Linked DNA regions of Arachis hypogaea: region 2 is linked to region 1. The links are chromatin contacts, called in public Hi-C maps. All regions are on one chromosome and are shown on one strand. The core of a region is the stretch at or near the end of the contact, and the rest is flanking DNA. Distances in the headings are between cores, read along the strand shown. Region 1 has its middle 13 kb from the start of LOC112800668. Region 2 holds the start of LOC112800671 (G-box-binding factor 1).

Region 1 (4,834 bases), core at 1,321-3,820:
TTCCAAGCTGGCTGTCCTTCATTCTGTAAAACTACCACTGCCTAAGCACATGCTTCCCACTCATTTTCTTTTTATCTTTTTTCTATTTTTTTATTTTCTCCTCAGTTTGGGACCCCTTTCCTAGCAAGCTCATAACCAATGCTTTTATTATCACATCCATTTTCGGACTCCTACTCAATTAGTAGGAGATTACACACTCAATTAATATTATTTTAAATTTTACTATTTAACTTGATTTCACTTAATTTATAAAAAGATCTATGGATGTGTAATATTACATTTAAGAGAAATTGCCTTTGAATCTTTAGTTAAGGGCTAAACTCAATTACAGATGGAAGTGCGTTTAATGATTCCTGTTCTGGAACAGTTTTATGTAATAATAAATTACATTTTTCGTAGTTTTTTTCTTAAATGAGATTTGAAATGTAAATTTTTTGTATAGTTTTTTTTAGTCTATTTTATGTTTGAATTATTTTTTTGCAAATAACAAAAAATAAATTCTAAATTTTTTAATTATATAAAATTTAAAAAATTATTTCTACATTAAAATTAGTCGATATATATTTACATAATATATATATATAGTTATTAATATATATTTTATAATAATAATTAATTTTAGTATATACAATCGTATAAATTTTAATATTATATTATAAAATCACTTATTCAAAAATTTAATAATTATATATTTAAAAATACTATATATACACCAAAAAATAGTTATCAAATTGGTCACTGTTGTGTATTTATATATATATTTATATATATTGACTCACATATTTTTTTAATTAAAATATTATTTACATATTAAAAGCAATTATTAAAATAATTTATTATATATTTATGTATAAATATATATTTTATATTTTAATGTATGTATATTTTATATTGATAATTAATTTTAATATACATTTAATATTATTATTTTTAACTAAATATAGCCACTATAATAATCACACCAGAGACATAATAAAAAAATCAAGTTTTATAATAGACGAATGATCAAATTTATACAAAGTATAGTATAATAAAAAAATGTACAAGGTGTCAAATATAAGTTAGAATTTTTAAAATAATTAAAGACTGTTTTGTCCATTAGACACGTATTAGGCATCAATTTTAGGTGTGTGTCAATGTCCAGAAGATATATGGATTCTCGGGCGAAAGTTCATCGTTAATTAGATTAGATTGATCCCTCTGGAAGAAGCTGTACTTTGATCCGAAGACAACTAAACAAGAATCTTCACTCTGGTCTTTCTTTTTAGTTTTTCTGCTTTTTTCTTTGTTATTAATTTGTGCCGATATACTCTTTCGTGATCCTTAAGCCCCCCTATTGATCTTACTTTGAATTCTCGCCTTAGAATATATATTCTTCAGTGTTATATATAAGTACTTAAAATCGGTCCAACGGAACTTTTCGTACTTATGTGAACTACGTATGAGCCATATATGTACATGAATAAGTACACACCTTCCTTGACTTCAATTCGAAGTAAACTTGTACTGGCCAGCTAGTAAAATACGACAATGTTTTATGGTTAAAAAAAATGCATAAATGAGGATCACATGTTACTAAAGAGGAAGATTTATAAGGATCGGATCACCCGCTTATAAAATAGCTTATTATACTTTTACTTTTCGTATACCAGAAATTGCATAGTTTTTAGTCATGGTATATATGCAGATCAAGTCATATATAAGACTTTTTCTCTTGTATTAATGGAAGGCGTGGAATGTGAAACATGTGTATCTATATAACTATATTTTAAGGAAATACGTGAAGGTATGACTCAATGAGAGATAAGATCACGTTTTGGAGACACTAGTATTCTTCATAGTTTTGTACACACTTGTTTACATTTGGTTAATTTAATAAACTATATTTTAATCTAATTTTATAATCACGAGCTCGATTTTGCAATATATATTATATACGATATATCCTATCAGTGTGAGGTAAGACACTAAAGTATATATGTATCGATTCAAAACAATTGTGCTGCATATTTTGATATATGATGGCACTAGATAAAATTAGATCGAAAAATGGTTTGATCGTTAGAACATCTAGTTTGAAAATTTGATACTCCAGTAATTTAAGCTTACATTTGATAATGTTTAACCTTATATACATATTGAAGTACTAGCAGATCAATATTGTGTTTAGCGTGATTCCTATGACCATCTTTACTTTTATTATTTTTTTGGTTTGTATATTAGAATTTCACAATACAATAAGGCAATAAAATGTTACACGCTTACCTCATGAGGTAATTAGCATATCAATCTTGATATCTGTGATAAATACTCCACCCCTCCTTCATAAAATTCAGTATAGTCCTAAGTAACTGCTGCTCATTAATTCTCGCAAAACCCGAGTTGAATTGTACGTTGATCGTTAATTTTTCATTATCATCAAGGCATCTGGAAAGTCAATTAACTTGATCACCTAATATAAGCCCTTTTTTTTTAAATCACGGTTTGGATAATTTGGAAAAGTTGACCAACAAACTGGTCATTTTAATCAAGGCCGACAATGGGTACAATTAGCAACACACAACAAGGCAAAAACCCCAATCTAAGGGCAACTATGCAAGATCAACGTAGGCTTATTGAATGGATGTCCAACGGGAGATAGAACTAGAGGTTTTTGAATGACCAAGTTCCTTTTTTTTTGGACATTGGTCATTAAAGCCCAAGCTATCTAACCAAACTCCAGCCCAATCTAAATTTCCCAATTCATTCAATTTTAAATTTTCCTATCCTTTCCCTGCTTTGTGCTCCAATTTACCACCGCAGGTATACTCTTCCATTAAGGCAATTAGAATATTAAAGACGTTGCAACGCTGTTGTTCTTTTCAGAACCTATATTGATATGAATTGTGACTGATACTTTCGGTTGGGTCTCCTCTGCTGCCTGCGCTTTAAATGAAGCTTCGACGTTGAGGGTGCACAAACATGGAAACTTCTGCTTCCTCTCTTCTGAATTTGTAATTTTAATGATATAGTACTTTTCGATTTTTAGCCTATTTGTCCCGAAACTCCTTTCTTGTACCGAGCCCGCTCCCTTTAAAATAAGGTTTGTTATATCAATTTGATTGTATGTCTTGTTTCAGTTCGAATTGTTGCTGTCGCTGAAATTTCACTCCCACCGTTTCTTCATCTCCAATTTCTTTAAACAAGATCGTGGAAGTCTTGTACTTTCTCAAGTCAAATTTACTCCTGTTGGTTCTCCTTAAATTCCAGATCTTGGTATTGATTTTGATTTATGTTGAGTTTTCTGAATTTTCTACATTTTCTGAACAACATGTAGTAATTACTGTTGTTCTCAGTTGTTGAATTTTTTGAATTATTATGTTCCTAACTTTTTTATTTATTTTTCTTTTCCAAGAGTTGTTGTCAACGTAGAGTCTCCATGTTGATAATACGCTGCATCTCCAGTGGTGGTTGCATACTCCAGTTCTGACGAAGAAAATCTGATGCTGCCATTTTAGCAACTGTGTGAGCAAGCAGGTCCCCTTCTCTGGGTATCTATGTTAGACTACAATTTGGTAATCTTTTTATTAGTTCTTTAATATCATGTAATATTACTTCAGTTTCTCCAATGGAAGTATTTGATTTTATGGTTTGGATTAGTTTTAAACTGTCTTGATTCAATTAATATTTTTTCTTCCAAATCCAAATTATCAATAATAATAATAAGGGCTTGCCTAATAGCTATAGCTTCAGCTGTTATATTTGAATGGGTACTAATTTTTCTAGAGAAGCCAAACACAATTTTTCCATTATTGTTTCTAATGACGATAGATATTGCTCCTTTTCCATCCTCCTTCCTGAAAGCAGCATCCACATTAGCCCTTAACCAATCTTCCGGTGGAAGCCTCCATCTGATTAAGTGTGCTGTTCTATTTTTCTCGCTCTTCTTTTCTACAAAGAGAAAGTATTGGGAACTAATATTAATTGTGTACGTGTACAATGAATTAAAAAAAAGTAAAATTAAAATTAAAAATGAGATCATTAATTAATTATTTAATTTCAAATTTTAAAATTTGAAAATTAAGATTAGTATTTAAATCCATTCACACTATATACGGTTATTTCTAATCTTACCGTAACCTCCAATACACGTCCAAGCCATACCGAGGCCGCCGCATCTTCCCACTGACACCGTCCTCACCTCCGCCGGTCAGCCCGATGCGCCTCGCCCTCCGACACTCAGCCTAACGTTGCTGCCGCAATTTTCGTGCCTCTCTTCCGAACCAGCTTCGCTTTCTCCTATTCCTTCAAGCCTCTTCTCACTGATGATATCACCATGTTTTTCTTCTTTTTCGGATCCAACCATGGTTAGCTTCTTTCATGATTTGAGCCCTATGCTTCAGCTTTTGTCATGATTAGTCTATCAAAATTATGTTTCACTACAATAATAGTTTCTTCTGTTTATTCATCTTCTTCTTCTATTTTAATGGTCAATTTAGGATGGTCATCTTTGTAGATATGCGGATGGTTATTTTATTTTTATGTAGGTGATTATTTTGATTGGATTGAGTTTAGTTATATATAATTAAAATAGGTTAGATGTTCAATTCATTAGGCATGTGGATGATTATTTTTATCCTTAAGTGGATGATTATTTTTATTAAGAGTGAGTGGCATGTGGCAAGTCAAGCAGCGACAAAGAAATGTGATGATTATTGATGAATGTGAGGTGGCAGCCGGTTGAAAAAGAAGAGAGTATTGGAGGATTTCAGATGGTTATTTTTTTTGAAATAACTAACTGAATTTTTTAAAAATTTGAAATTTGAAATTGGAGAATTTAAAAATTGAAATTTGA
Region 2 (4,834 bases), core at 1,501-4,000, 41 kb before region 1:
AGCTGTGCTTTCTTCCCCAGTCCCCATCTAGACCACTTAAGAAAAACTGCACTTCCAATATTGCCACCGAACCAAATAACTTGCAATCAGATCAAGTTCTGATAGCCATGTAAGTAATTCTACCACCTTAAATAAACACACCTGTCAGAAAATACACAATGAATAAAAAATATAATTTTCTTGGATTTCATTCAACTTCAGGCATCAAAAAGCTAGTGCAACTAACATCATCATCAAGGAAAGAAGCTTCATATAACGATATCTAAATTACAGAGTATCTAGCCGAAGCAACATTATTTTCACATTTCTAGATGGGGAATTCAATAATTTGAGTGAAGAAAAATCTATATCCGTACCAGTGAGCGTTACTCGAAAGTGGCTATCACTTTATACACATTTATTGATTAGCTGAAGGACAAAGACAAGGACAAGGGAAAGCTGCATCTTATCACGCATCACACGGGATGATTCAATCCCTATTTACAAAAGGAAAGCATGAAAGAGAAAGGAGACAAAGCTATATCTTTTCACTAGCATTATATCTATGTCATGTACCTATTAATGTTTATATGCACTTCTTACGCTCATATTATTTTAGGTCCGTAGTGCATTATATTTCACTTTTAGGATTGAATAATCTCTTATTCCGTTTATCGGGGCGATCATGGTTTAACCGTTCATCACATAACGTGTTTGTTCTAATCTGCCGTGCAATACACGTCCTAGCGGTTGCAACACTTGCATAACAGATAACACAATACCATCATGATGAAATTATGGATTGTATTAGAAGAATACTATGGCGTCTCTAATTAGCTGGCAATACTACTTTATATTGAATGCCAATAAATAATAAATTAAACGAAAATATTTAATAAAAAAATTTAGTAAAATCAGCCTGAACGTGTTTTATTTACTAAATAAAATAAATTTATTTTTTTTCTCTAAGATTATCGTAAATTAAAATAGATATTTGACTTCACATTGCGTTTATTTATTTTGGACTTGATTATGAAAAGAGTTATGCTAGGTAACCAATGACTTTCTTGAACAATATAAACAATAGACAATAAATTTGGTTATTATTAGATATTTAATTACTCATGCCACTCGTTAAATTTAGAATTAATTTACTTTTTTAACCCCATTGTTCAGCAATATTGTCTACCTATCCTAGGGAAAAACTCAAAATACACAACTTATGCATTTTAAAGTCAATGTTAGTTCACCTTATCCGTTTTCTTTTCCGGTTTAATAAACCCAAATCATGTTGACTAGTCAATGCAAGAACTTCTCCTTTCAATATTCATTTACTTAACCAAAGATTGACAATACTTGTAAAAAGACATGTATTGTATACTTACTAGAGGGCCATAGAAACCTCCAAAGTTGTTCATTTATTAGAAAAAGCTTGCACACGGAATTAATAGGAGTGATGATGAGACTCCCTAAATACCATGGTCTCGTCCCGAGATTACTGTTTTCTCATCATTTGTAACTTTTAAAGCAGAGGTCGTTCGGTGATAGCACAGTATTAATAGTGTACGAACAAATATATATATAAAATATAAAAATAAAATAATTATTAATTTGTTTATTGTTGTTTGCTTATCCTATTCCTTGTCAAATAGCCAAAAAGTAATTTTCAACACCACTTTTCTCTTTCTTATCCACAAGATGATGCCTCTAATTTAATCACAATTTTAGATCAGCGAACAAAATTAAAATCCTGCTTATTCTATGTCATAGATGAACGCGGCCAATCGTTTGTTGCTTTCTCAAACATAAGAACTGCGATTTGACTCCGTCAAAATATTTATTACTCATCTAATTAAGTTTTGAAAAGATAAAAGGAAACAGAATCAATGAATCACGTTAACATAGACAGAGTGATGTATCAGAAATTTCGGATTTGGACTGCCAAAGACACAAGAAATTCGGATTTAGGCGAGAGAGTGGAACACGAAGCGAACGGAATTTCAACTGAATCAGAGAAGAAAGCAAAGCAGTTCAAATTCAAGGGGAAAGAAAAGAAGGCTCTAATATCACTATCACAGAAATACACCTAGAAATTTACAGCAAAACAAAGCGAGCGAGAGAGAGAGAGAGAGTGTGTGACCTGTTCCGATGGCGTGAAGAAAAGATGAGGTGGACTTCCAACAGGGATAGATGTCCAAGCAGGATTTACACCTCTAATAATACCAATTATAACTCTAATAATTATAATTATACTAATGATATTGTATGCTTATGTTTTGTTTTGTTGTGGTGCTAGTATGAAGGAAGGAGCCAAAGAGGAAAAGAATATTGAGAGAGAGAGAGAGAGAGCAGTTGTGGGACGAAATAGGAATGGGAAGGACTTGAAATTTCGCAACAAACTCTAACAAGTTGGAGGAAGGAAAGGGAAGTGAAAGTGAGTGTGTGGGTTTAGGGCTTTTGGAGGTGACACGTGCGAGCCAAGAGGATTACAGCTGTCAATGTGTTACTGGATTAGGTTTCCTACTCTTCCGTCCAACTACACTTACACACCCCACCCCCTGACTCATCACCCGAATTTCTCCTTACTGGATGGATAGGATAACATTCAATATTCCTTATTTTCTAATTTTCATTTTAAATATATGTGTAGTTTGATAAATGTTATGTTAGGCATATGGAATTGGGAACTGTTGGGAAGCAATGAATGCGTTGTGAGTAGCCACGCGCACACACTCTGTATTTGTGACATTGCCTCCGGTTTCCACTCCTTGGTTGGCTACTTTGCTTCGTTGCTGTCGGCCACATACCAAAGAAAAATTCTTATGCTTTCAAAATGTCAAATGCCTCCACGCTCTCTCACTTTTACCGTTTTCAACTTCAACCAAGTGGCCTAATCCTCCCATCATAATCATCACCAATATTTGGGAGGATTTAAATAAAGAATTTAATTAACATGCGTTTTAAATTATTATTAATAAAATTTTTTAAATTTTTTTATTATTTTTTTATTTTATTACTTTAATAACTACACAAGAATTACACTAGAAATTACACTTTTCACGTTTTTTTATAACAATAATATCAGAGAGACCAAAAAAAATCTAAATTCATTTTATTTAGTATTTATTTATTATAATGTGTATTAAATAAAGTCAAAAATAGTAAATTTTAACAGTTTTTATTAATATATTTTTATTACTAAATATTTCTGTTTTTATATTAACGTTTTTAATTTGTAGTTTTAGTTTATATATTTAAAGTACATATTAACTAAATTCTTAAATAAAATATGTCAAATAACAGTGTAAGAGGGAGTTTTTCTCTTTTTTCATTGTTTCATAAATGGGCTTAAGAGTGTTTGGTGTAAAAGCTTTTATCCATTTTAGCTTAAAGAGATGAAGCCAATAATCTTTTCAATTTTTGGCGGTGTATCCCCAATATGCGTTTTGATGATGAAATAATTGGGCTCATGATATTTCGGACCAAAAAACAATTAGCCTCTCTATCATGAGATTGGGCTTGTTGACTTTTCGGGTCCATATCGTAGAATTTCTAATTGATAAAGCCCAGCAACCGAGAAGAAAAAAAAAAAGAAATCAGGACAAAGGAAAAATGCCCTAAAATTTTTCTTTTTTGCAACGTCTGCGAAAAATTCTTCTGTCCAGCATCCACTATCATCTAAGTTGAAACTAGAAACCGATAAATTCAATGAATCAAAATAGAGTGAGTTTGATTTATCTAAATTATGTCACATTATTAGTTTAACTTTTTTCTTCTTTTGATTAGGCATTAGGTTTACATAATTCGATAAACTCAATCCAGTTTTGTAAAACCTCAAACTCAAATTGGATTAATTGATGTTTGTTGCGTTGTTGGGTTCCAGTAATATGATATATTTTCTAATTGATTCGATCATGTGATTTTAGGTAAAGTAAGTTATAATCACGTTTTATTTCCTCATATAATCCTATTAGAGAAATTGTCTTTATACTTCAAAATTAAGCCATGATCAGAATGCATGTATGTACCCCACTTATAGCTAGGTACTTAAGTCCATTTTAAAACTTTGTTTTACAATACTTAATATTAGTCTCTCGCTCTGTCTTTTAGTTTATTTCCCAGCACGTTGAACCCCACAACTACTTTTCACCAACTTAGAATCTCTCCCATTAGGCTTCGCATTTAACATGTTTTATTTTATTTTATTTTACATATGTGAAACAATAATATAAGAAATTAATGTAGACAAATAAGTAGTGAACAACATAATATAATGAATGAATCATTGAATTGTTAGATGTTGCTGTAAGGCTGCCATATAGTCTAAGCCTAGTGTTGAAGTCAATGCAAATTTCAATGGACAAACAATTATAAAAGGAAAAAAAAAAAGTAACAGTGTTAGTCCTGATTCTGGAAAACCAGAGCCCCTAAACAAGAAGTAAAGACTTTGTCTAGGTTCAAAGCTTCAAGACCTCAACCATCTATTTCATGGGAATAATTAGGCTGCATATTCTCTCTGTCTGTTTCATATCTGTCCTTTTTGCAAACTCTTTCTTAAACACACGAATTATTTTACTTTATTATATGTCCACCTTCTTTCTATCATCATTTTAAATTATAATTTTATTATTAAAATCTATACAGAATAGTTCAACTAAAATAATTAGTGTATTTTGGATGAAGGAATTTCATGATTTAAGTGTTATATTATAATTTAAGAGAAAAAATTCTAAATAATTATTTACAATTATTTCGAAAGACAACGAGATTTCTGACAAAAATAAATATCCAACTCGACTTCTGAGCTTTATTTTTATGGGACTGATTAGTCTATGTGTCAAAAAAAGTCAATATT

What was found. A called contact is a pair of places that touch in the nucleus more often than the background predicts.
Region 2: a contact with region 1 is called in a Hi-C map of leaf, with 2.8 times the contacts expected there. The contact joins the promoter of LOC112800671 here to the enhancer-like site in region 1. A contact is called at or near these places in 3 of 8 Hi-C or Micro-C datasets (leaf and an unstated tissue).

The regions. Positions count from the first base shown.
Region 1 is chr5:9,967,892-9,972,725 of arahy.Tifrunner.gnm2.J5K5, reverse strand. No RefSeq gene overlaps it. Among protein-coding and RNA genes, the nearest start is that of LOC112800668, 13 kb to the right of the region's middle. Within about 2 kb of position 2,570, at least 3 of the 3 cell types and tissues checked have open chromatin away from gene starts, as enhancers often do.
Region 2 is chr5:10,008,664-10,013,497 of arahy.Tifrunner.gnm2.J5K5, reverse strand. LOC112800671 (G-box-binding factor 1) reads right to left here and starts at 2,750. Exons shown (of 12, transcript XM_025843023.3): 1 at 2,120-2,750; 2 at 1-126. The coding sequence starts at 27.